Linked DNA regions of Gasterosteus aculeatus: region 1 is linked to region 2. Evidence: chromatin contacts called from public Hi-C data. All regions are on one chromosome and are shown on one strand. Each heading gives the region's core, a stretch centred on a gene start, on an enhancer-like site or on the middle of the called end of the contact. The rest is flanking DNA. Distances are from core to core; before and after follow the strand shown. Region 1 holds the start of selenot1a (selenoprotein T, 1a). Region 2 holds the start of mrps14 (mitochondrial ribosomal protein S14).

Region 1 (5,310 bases), core at 1,332-3,831, 140 kb after region 2:
GTACTTTTTTTAAAACACGCATCTAGGTGTATGACCTACTGAATAAGAAGGCCAAGCTCCGCGTTCTGGAGGATGACCGACAGCAGGTTCAGATTGTGGGCCTGGAGGAGGTTTATGTGTCCAAAGCAGATGAGGTCATCAAGATTATCCAGCTGGGCAGTGCATGCAGGTACTAAAGTAATAGCTTATCAACAATAACATTTGTGCCATTCTTCAGCTAACCCCCGACCCCCCCCCCCCCCCAAGATATAGGGTTAACTTGACGGCGTTCCCTTTCCTTCTGTCCGACTGTCTCTCCAGAACATCGGGCCAGACCTCTGCCAACGCCAACTCCTCGCGCTCTCATGCTATTCTTCAGATTGTGCTGCGCCGCAACGACCGCGCGGCCACGCTGCACGGCAAGTTCTCCCTGGTCGATTTGGCCGGCAACGAGCGCGGCACCGACGTCAGCAGCAACGACCGCAGCACTTTGGTGGAGACGGCCGAGATCAACCGCAGCCTGCTGGCTCTCAAGGTACAACGAATGAAGCCAAATGGATGGATACCAAATATTTTGCACCTCCGCTGTGTTGCATGAGAAGTAACCTGCCGTTTGCAACACAAGCCTGTAAAGGAAAAAATGTATAAAATTGTGTGTTTGATATTTTTTAAACTAAAAAGGTGTTGAAAATCTCCACTGTTGTCTCGTAGGAGTGCATCCGCTCACTGGGAATGAACAGCGATCACATTCCTTTCCGGCAGTGCACTTTGACCAAAGTCCTCAGGGACTCCTTCATTGGAGAGAAGTCCAGAACCTGCATGGTGCGTTCAGAACCCCCAACCTGTATTGTGGTCTTATTTCCATTACTGTGAACGTTGCAGATGCACATCAAACACACATGGCTTAAATTGATATGTGTGTCTAAAGTTCAAAATGTATTTACATGTTTTCCCTGCTGTGATTCCATAGATTGCAATGGTGTCTCCAGGCATGGCTTCATGTGAATACACGATGAACACGCTACGTTATGCGGACAGGTAATCATTTGCCTTGTGCAGTTAGCTGCAATTCCAAGTACCCCTCCCCTTTGTTTTAGTGGACATGCTAATTTGTGTCGTTATATTTTGTCAGAGCAAAGGAGCTGAAGGCCAGTAGCAAAGCTAATGAAGCAGCTAAGGCACAAGAGCCTCTCAATAGCTCCACAGAGGAGGTCAGCTGGCAAGACATCAGTCCAAAATCTTAGTGAACGTTGATAAAATCATATGTATGATCTTAAATGTTTCTTGTAAATCTGTTGTAGGAATCTGTTGAGGATCCCACTGAACCCATATCCCTAGTAGGAGAGCTCCAGGAGAAGGTTTACTCACAGTTCCAGGTATAGTTTGATTAGTCTATTACAGAATACAAGACGCGTGGTGATGCTGGGGTTTGGCTCTGTAGATCCTTATGCTTGTGTGGCCTTTTGTTTTTGCAGAGAGCCAGTGAACTCTTCAATGCGATGGGACAAACCTCTTACAGCATTGAGGCTGCACTTCCTGACCTTGTGGACCATGCAAATCATTTATTGGGTTTGTACAAACCACAATATTTTGATCGTGTTCTTTTTTCTTTTCTTTTTTGTCCGTGAATCATTTTTCAGGCATCCTGGAAAATCCTGACATCACGTGCAACGCTAACCGACGCCCTTGTTATTGGCGTAGCAGAAGGTTATTTAGTAGTGGGGCACAAATAGTTCATTCCGCTAACGTGTGATCACTGCATGCTGACCAGGGGGAAGCACAGGAGAAACGTTTTCCTCACCAGATGCACCATGTGCCAGGATGAATCTGTTCAAAATAAAGTACCATCTTGGTGGATAAATGCACTTTATTAAATGTATTTTCTTCTCCGTCACCCATAGATGTGGTACAGGCTTTGCAGACGGCGGTGGAACAGGAGAAAATGTCCAGGCAACGCTACTGAGAACTCACTCCGTAGGGGTGTTTATTAAAAGTTCCTTGATTTAAATGTGTTAATGATTGATTGATTGTTTTAAATAAATAAAATGTATACTGACACTATCATTGAAAATGTTTAAAGTCTTGTGAGACTACACTTATATTTTTTATGCTAATGTGGAAGCATAATACATTTGCAATTAAACGAGTTCAACCCTAATCCCCTCAATGGGTGATTAACTTTTGTTTGAGCTTAAAATAAAATGCTATTTGTCATAAGGAAAATGTATATTTTTAGCAAATGATACACTCAGAAAAGAATTACGGACACACATATCACTGGTAAGCTGTATAATTGTTTACTACCCAACTGTGAACACTGACTGAACACTTGGGTTTTGAGGATGATCCTGAATTTGTCTACATATTGGATTTGGATTTACAACTAACCTTTTGGGAAAAGGTTTTGTTTACTTAACTGACTTTGATACTTGGTTCTGGAGTGGGGAAATGTACAGAAATACAAAGGTTGGAGAGCCCAGACATTTTAAAAAAAAATCCAAACTTATGAATACCAGAATCTGAAAACGCAAGAATCCACCAAAAATGGAAATATTTTCTATACAGATATTTCAATAACACAGATAAATGTACAGGGGGGGCTGAAGCAGCTGGTACCTGAAGGAGCAGCCTGCACGCACTTTAGGGCAGTAGAGCAGCCGCAGCAGCAGGTGGCGCTAGAGGGAGCTCCACGTGCCATCACAGCCAGAGGAAGAGGAGGGACCAACCAGCAACTAAACAGATTAAGTCGCTCCTCCGTCTGACAGGCGAGGAAACGGATCCAGCAGCGGAAGGCGATGGCGTGTCTACGGTTCTCGCTCCTGGTTTTGGGGATCTTCTCGCTGTGCTGCGCCGCGTCTGGCGACAGCGGTGGCGTGAAGAAGATGAAGCTGCAGTTCGCCACCGGTCCCCTTCTCAAGTTTCAGATTTGGTAACCAGATAAGCGAAATTCTGGCGAGTCATTGCGTGCTAACTAACGTTAGCTAAACTCTGCTAGCAACAGCACAGGCCGACAGCTAGCGAGCCGCCGGTGGTTTATTCAGGCTCGTTATAAGAGAAGAAACGTAAGTGTCGCTAGTTGTTGAGGAATTACGCGACCACCGCTTGAGCACACGGGGAGATTAACGTTAAATGGAAGTTCCCGATTTCTGCCGCTCGTCGTGAACATTCGGTCCAAAGCGCCGCCGCCGCCGTCAAACCGGCCCGTCAGTTTCACGTGTATTTGCAACAACAACAAAAAATCCGATAAAGTGCTCAGTTTGTTTTGCAACTGTCTTTGATCGCGGGGAAAAGTGACCTAGGAGCCATCGTAACGTTCGCTAACTCATCAAACGTGACCGATGTTAATAATCCTCTGACGTTATGCAAGTAGCGATGTCACGTGACTTTTGAAAAGACGGAGGGAGCGTAAAACTTACTTTTCTCAAACAATCGTATGCCACAAACGAGCCCCTGTTGCATTTAATTAAAGCTCTACGTGTTGAATTGCCTCTCATTGTGATGTCACACTATCTTTAACAATCTAACATACCTGAGGTTCACGTGTGCTTGTCCTTCAAGGTTTAATCCCTATAATTTACCCATGAATCACCGCCTTTCCGTTACATTGTTTTTGCTGTTGTGATGTTGCAACTGTACACTGTGTGTGTGTGTGTGTGTGTTTTTTTTCTCATTTTGTTGGTCTTCCCGCAGCATTTCCTGAGGGTACAAGCGGGTGTTTGAGGAGTACACGCAGGCCTTGTACCAGCGGTACCCGGACATCCGCATTGAGGGGGAGAACTATCTTCCCGTGCCCCTCTATCGGTAAGAGGGCTTGTGCACCTGTTACAAGTCGATCCACAACATTAAACCATTAAAGCAGCCTGGAAGCTGGTTGGGATTAGCTGGGATTCAGTGGTGCTCTGTAGTTCTACAAACATGGACAAAGATGTTGGCCCTTAAAATGGAAAACATAAGTCAGATGTGCATAATGTGTAGATGATCATTATGATAATTAGTCACTTAATCCATGGTATTTCTTTAGGACCAATTTACAATGTGTGATATCAATTTTAGTGACTTATTACAATTTATCGGTCTGATAAATTTGTGGTGTTCGTACAACTAAAAATGCATTAGGTTTTATTAGTACACTTAAATCTAAATCAACATTCCTGCCTTAATCATTACCGTCAATAACGACGATTCTATTCAGTGTTATTGAAACAGTTTTATTTTCCCTGTTTGCCCCAATTTGATCAATGACGCAAGGCAAAAATATGGCATGACTGTTTAAATAGACTGCGTTTGCTTTAGCTGGGCGTACCTCCCTAAACTAGGACTGGGCTGAATATTAACATAACGTTGTGTTTTGGATGCAGAATACAATTTTAAGCAGAGCAGAGCGCAGCATTGATGTAGTCTAGTAATGACGCATCAATGTCTGTATTTGGATCAGACCTCAAGTCCCTACGTGAGACTTCTTTGTGCACCTTTCCCAGGAGTCACTGAAGCCCTCAGAGGTCTCATCAGCTGAACTCTTAATGAACACACCCGAGATTATCTCCATCGACGAAAGCAGACTATCACACCCTGAATAAATTCAACCGTTCATACATGTTTGAAGGCAGGCTGCAGGCTCTGTGTTGTAGGTGAAGTGTGATGGTGTTAAATCTGCATCCTATTTCAGTTAAGGTTTAATATACATTCCACTTGCAGAATCTTGATCCCAGTTAAAACGGTTAATTATTTTGTATTCCAGTTAGATTTACCTGCTTCATGGATATGTCCCATTTACCTGAATAGATGTGAGGTTTAATAATTGTACTAAAAGATGGTTTCTTTATTTCCTCAGACACGTTGCCTCCTTCCTGTCTGTCTTCAAACTGCTGTTGATTGGGCTGATTATTATCGGCAGGGACCCATTCGCCCTCGTTGGTATGCAAGCCCCAGGCGTTTGGGAGTGGGGGCAGGGAAATAAGGTAAGGCTCACTGGAACTATAAAGAGCCATGAAGGGTCCGCTCCTCTGACCGAGTTGCCTCTGTATTTTGCATACGCTGCAGTGAGCTGAAGCGTGAGGCGGTATGATGCCTTTGAGCACATGTTTCATCAGTCACAGATATAAACCACGAGCATGGGGGGGAGAAAATGGTTTAGGTATACTGTGCTAATGTAGATGTACACACTTGCGAGATCTACAGCCCCCCCCCCCCCCTCATGGAGCTTAGTCAGATCCAATCAGAACATATACATGTCAAAGCAGCCCGATGACAATAGCGCACAACACTCCTCCAATTTGTCCTTTTTAACTGTTGCGTTGTATATTTTCACGGCATCGCCCTTGTGATCCACAG
Region 2 (5,305 bases), core at 2,321-4,820:
ACATATTGTACATGTATCTACATCTTATACTTGAAATCTACTTTATAATGATATTATTGACTATTAAATAAGTACAAATAGTTAAATTGGTACCTTTAACTACAATACAAACTCTAACTAGACTGTGATATTATTAATTTCTCCTGTAGTATCCATTAATCAAACTGTTACATAACCCCAAGGCGTTGTTTTGCCCTGTTTTGTGTGCGATTAGATGTGAACATTAAGGATGCGAGTCTACCTACCTGCTCGCACGCACGCCCAAAATCTGTCCACGCTTTCTTTGTCCCTGTCTTTCTCTCTCTTCTCAGGGAATGCTAAACATTCCTGAGCTCTGCAAAGCGGAGGCCCCGCAGTCAGAGAGGTCACGACCTCCCACTAAATCAGCTGCATCGGCTTCAGAAGGATGCTGATTGCTAAAAGGCGTGTCAGTGAGGTGTCGTAATGGCCAGAGACTGCTGATTCAGCGCCCTTAAGGCCAAAAAATTAATTAATACCAAGAGTTTTGAATGTTGGACAAAAGTCTGACGCTGCAAGTGTGTGAAGTTACGTAGAAAGTCTGGCTGCTCAGTTCCTCCTGAAGCGCGCATATACAACTTTAAATTACAGTTGCATGACTGCACGACTTTTCCATGCTCCAAAAACTCGTCTGAATGGCTCACTTTGTCAATCATTTCATTAAATCACCTTTAAATACTGTAACATGTGCCTGCTTCTTTTCAGTTGGCAAAGGAGTTTGTGAGAGGCGTCCAGAATAAGACAATGGTCCAGTTGAAGACTTGCAAACTGTGTCTCCGCTTGTGAAGTTTACGACCTGTCGAGGACAGAGGGAGAGTTGTATATTTTACCCACAGAAATACAGGAAACGTCTCACGGTAATGTTTTTTTCCCTCTCTGCAGCAGGTACCGTAGGCATCTGAGTATGCTTTCTTTGTGTAATGATTATTATAGAAAGAGTGGAATATTTCAAATGGGCTCTGGTCACTTAACCGCATTTGTATAGACTGGTGTGTAGAGACATAACACCTTGTGGATATTAAGTTACTAAGATGTTTGAAATAGGTCCTCAGTGAGCTAAAGTAAAGAAACATTGTAAAAAAAAAAAAAGAAACAAAGCGCAAACCCTTTTCTTTTTGATTGATCCAACAGACTAGAGTTGGCTCACTTGTAGTTTATTCGGGACTACGTCTGCTTTGATTATGATACATTCAATTCATTTGTCCAAATGAGCTTAATAGAAAGGTAAGAAAATGTGTATTAACATATTTGATGTTATGTATGTAGATGACTTGTATGAACTTAAAAATGTGCAGATCATTGCAGCAAAGATAAGATACATTTCTTTGAGATTCATAACTTCCAGTACTTATATGATATGATGTGATTTTATGGCTTAGCTGATAAGATGCATTTTGTTTTGGCAGCTAGAGATGACTGCACTCATTATTCGAACTACCAGAGGCGGTGATTGCTGAGGTCCCGTCTCATCCATCTAACGCCATTATTAGATGACAATAAGGTCACTATAGCGCATTGTGTATTTTCAACTTCTACATAAAATAAGATAATATAATCCTTTATTTGTCTCCCAGCGAAAAAAAACTACATCGAAACAGTTATTCATTGCAGTAACAAAAAAACAAAAATCCACAATAACTGGAACTAAGATGAAACTAGACAAACTGGATGAATATTATATATACATTAATCTTAAATAATGCATACAGATATTATCCATCCATCCATCCATTGTCAAACCGCTTATCCTGCACACAGGGTCGCGGGGGGGCTGGAGTCCATCCCAGCCAACTTCGGGCGATAGACAGGGTACATCCTGGATTGGTCGCCAGCCAATCGCAGGGCTACACAGAGACATACAACCATTCACACTCACATTCACACATCTACGGGCAATTTAAAGTCACCAATTAACCTGATCCCCAGAGCATGTCTTTGGACTGTGGGAGGAAGCCGGAGAACCCGGAGAGAACCCACGCAGACACGGGGAGAACATGCAGACTCCACACAGAAAGGCCACTGGGTGGAATCGAACCCAGGACCTTCTTGCTGTGAGGCGACAGTGCTAACCACCACGCCACCGTGCCGCCTACAGATATTATATACAGTGTAAATACATAGATGATACTTCAAGTCGTATATACTCTGTCTCAGTTGCACATTTTTGACCCTGCATGTCCGTATTGTTGACTGCAGTTGTTTTCATGGAGAAGGCCACTTTTCTGCATTGCCAATGAGTAATCTTCACTTATCTGAGAAACACCTCAGTTCTATATTGCGCGGATTTGGCCCCGAATCTCCCAAGTCTTTGCTTTGATCCAGGCTGAGGTCTTGATCCTCTGTGAGGCATTAACTCCACTGCTGTTAAGTCACCTGTCTACATGACACCTTTATTTTCAAATGCTCCTTTGATGCCAGCTGATAAAAAAAAAGTGATATTCTATTTGTATTATCCACTCATACGGTCTGAGAGTCCAAGAAGTTATTTGAGTGCTTCCTCTTCACTGGTCCCTTAACGCAGAGCAATCCCAGCCACACACAGCGGATCAAAAGCCTTTTCATTCATGAGCCAGTGTACGTCACTAATCACCTCCTTCTTCACACGTTCAAACAGTTACAAACTCAAATCAACATCTGATGGCAGACTGTTTAAAACTCTGTAAAAACGGTATTTTGACGAACCAATGCAAAGCTTTAATCTCGGCACGTGTCATACATTGTACACTGCATGGAAACAAAGAAGGTCAGCTTTCAGGTCCTCGCGTCTTTTACATCTCTCTGCCAGGGGGGTAAAATGCATGGAAGAGGCAATGGTTTTGCCCTCTTGGTGGTATTGCCACTTTAGGTGTTTAAGGCCAAAACCAACTGAGGGCCAAAAAACAGCTGAATGATGAGATACTGCTGCTGTTAAATGGCGATGCTGTGTTTACCAAAAAGGCACTTTTTGTCTTGCTTGACATTAATGATCAAAACAATGTTACCAACCAACCCTGAACATATAAGAAGAGTTGATGCTGTATATGTAACATCAGTTTTACAAATACCTCTATTATAAGAGCTACACTGGAGCAATCAGTCATTTTCATTTAACACAAGCCTTTACAGATTTTCCACCCTGCTTCATGATGTTACTCTTTATAGAGGAAGCAAAGCCTGCTGTGCGTCATGTGCTTGTATTTATCCAAGAATGCATCCCAAATTATAGGAATTGTTTAAAACAACTTAAATTGAATCCTGAATCTGTAATTGTTAAATGTATTTTGTATAATAAACCTGGTAAAACCATCCCCTGCTGATCCCGTGAATAAGTACACTGTTTCATACATGTACGTCCTTCATTCAATACAGCTCCATTGTTAGTGGTTTCAGGGGAGAAGTGATGTGTCTGGTGTTTCAGAGGATTGGAGAATAGGATTTGACTCCACATGTTTAGACACTTCTTTGGAGACAATATGACCTGAAGCTCATAGAACGACACTGCTCCCTGCTGGTTCGTTAGTAGTATTACCGGGGTCTTAAACTACAAGTCCCAAGCACGACTAAACTCCTCCCGCTGTGGTCAAAGATGCAATTGAGTCGCGTTGGTTTGCCATCACTGATCTGATCACCAAATTTAATTTAGTCATCAATAACCACATTGCAAAACACTTTGTGCCGCAGTAGATCTCCTCTACAATAAGCTTCTCCTTTCCCACTCCCGCCCGACAGGCGGCGACATTTCTCCGGTGGCGCCGTCCTCCTTCGGTGCTTCTGTGTGACAGACTCGGTCAATATGGCGGCGCACAGGGTGGCTTGTTTAGGTTTAAATGCCCTTTATTCTACTGTCTGCGCCCCAAAGCAGGTAACTTACCACATGCAATCCAATATCAGGGGTTATAAATACGACTCTATCACACAAGTATGAGGTTGAGAAAGCAAACGTTTCAGTATTAGCTAACGTTAGTGCTGCTAGCTTTCTGTTGTTAGTTTCGAAGCTAATGCTAACTTCACGCCTTGTATGACGTTAATTATACGATAAGTTACCTACCTGTGTTGCTAGCGTAATAGCTAATAGCAAAGGGAGCTATCTGACAGATCCATGTAAAAGGGTAAAAATGTCCGTCCGTTGAAGGTGAGCGAATGAAGCAGATGTGATCGCGCCGCTGGGCACATCTGTATTGCTTTAGTTTAACAAACTACCTGCAAAACATGTTTGCTTTGAGATGTCCGCACCTAAAGACGAGAGGGAAACGTGTTCACGGGGAAACACGTCCGAGTGGGAAAACCTTTAACACAGGGACACGATATCAGCAGCTACGACAGGGTTCTGTTTTTTATAAGAGAACGTTTTTGTTTTTTAACTGTTCATCCTACATCAAATATTCAAACCAGAGTCCTGTTTCCGGTAACACTTAAAACGGGTTAATAGAATATAGAATTTTCCACTGACAACACAAGCTGATATAGTATGATTATTGTGAATGCCATCTGACTTCACTGTTCAGTGTTTCCAAATGCACAAACTAATGGCAGTGGTATTGAGTCATCTTATATCGTATATTAGTCATTTTATTATTTATTTATTTATTTATGAGTGCACCTGTTTGGCTCCATTGATATTGATTACATATGTTGCCACGATAGCTACAGTGAGTTGAAACCGATGACAATTAGAGACTATCGCTGTCTTTGTTTCTTTGGTTTAAATCGACAACTTTGTAGAACTAAGTTTCTCCATTAAAGATTTGCGAAAACGCCCCAGAAAAAATGCTGCATTTACCAGTTGCTTGCTTATACGTTTTGAAATAAGTACTTCATTTGATTAACGGGGGGGCGACCCTAGTTACGAGGGGATATTGAGTGAGTCCAAAAACCCACGTTGACTCTTTGCTTGGCCGTTGTCCATAACAGTGTTTATGAATCCAAATGATCAGCTTTGTGATCACAATAACATTTGTATACAAACATCTTCAACGCTACTTGCAGGCCCTGAGGAGCTGTTGGGGGGCGGTGGAGCAGGCGAGGAGTTACTACGTCGACTGGAGGATGCTTAGGGACGTGAAGAGAAGACAGATGGCTTTTGACTATGCTGATGAGAGGTTACGGATCAATGCACTGAGGAAGAACACCATCCTGCCCAAAGAGCTTCAGGTACGGTGCAATATGTCTTTTCAAAATGCCACTTACGGTCCGTATTTTTTTAGTACTGAGCAATAATACACCAGTATAATGTATAAGCTTTTACCATAATCAAATATGTAGTAATCATTAAATTCATTAAAACCCAAATCCACTGCGGTTCCAAATG

Evidence for each region. A called contact is a pair of places that touch in the nucleus more often than the background predicts.
Region 1: a Hi-C map of skeletal muscle shows a contact between it and region 2, with 2.6 times the contacts expected there. The contact joins the promoter of selenot1a here to the promoter of mrps14 in region 2. A contact is called at or near these places in 2 of 6 Hi-C or Micro-C datasets (skeletal muscle and tail fin).

Annotation. Positions count from the first base shown.
Region 1 is chr3:2,209,596-2,214,905 of fGasAcu3.hap1.1, forward strand. It overlaps selenot1a (selenoprotein T, 1a), which reads left to right and starts at 2,582. Exons shown (of 6, transcript XM_040171950.2): 1 at 2,582-2,908; 2 at 3,670-3,780; 3 at 4,811-4,937. The coding sequence starts at 2,775. kif2c (kinesin family member 2C) reads left to right here. Exons shown (of 21, transcript XM_078098641.1): 14 at 27-169; 15 at 301-514; 16 at 691-801; 17 at 950-1,017; 18 at 1,112-1,190; 19 at 1,281-1,355; 20 at 1,455-1,548; 21 at 1,881-2,058. The coding sequence ends at 1,942.
Region 2 is chr3:2,073,103-2,078,407 of fGasAcu3.hap1.1, forward strand. mrps14 (mitochondrial ribosomal protein S14) reads left to right here and starts at 3,571. Exons shown (of 3, transcript XM_040170979.2): 1 at 3,571-3,859; 2 at 4,984-5,148. The coding sequence starts at 3,791.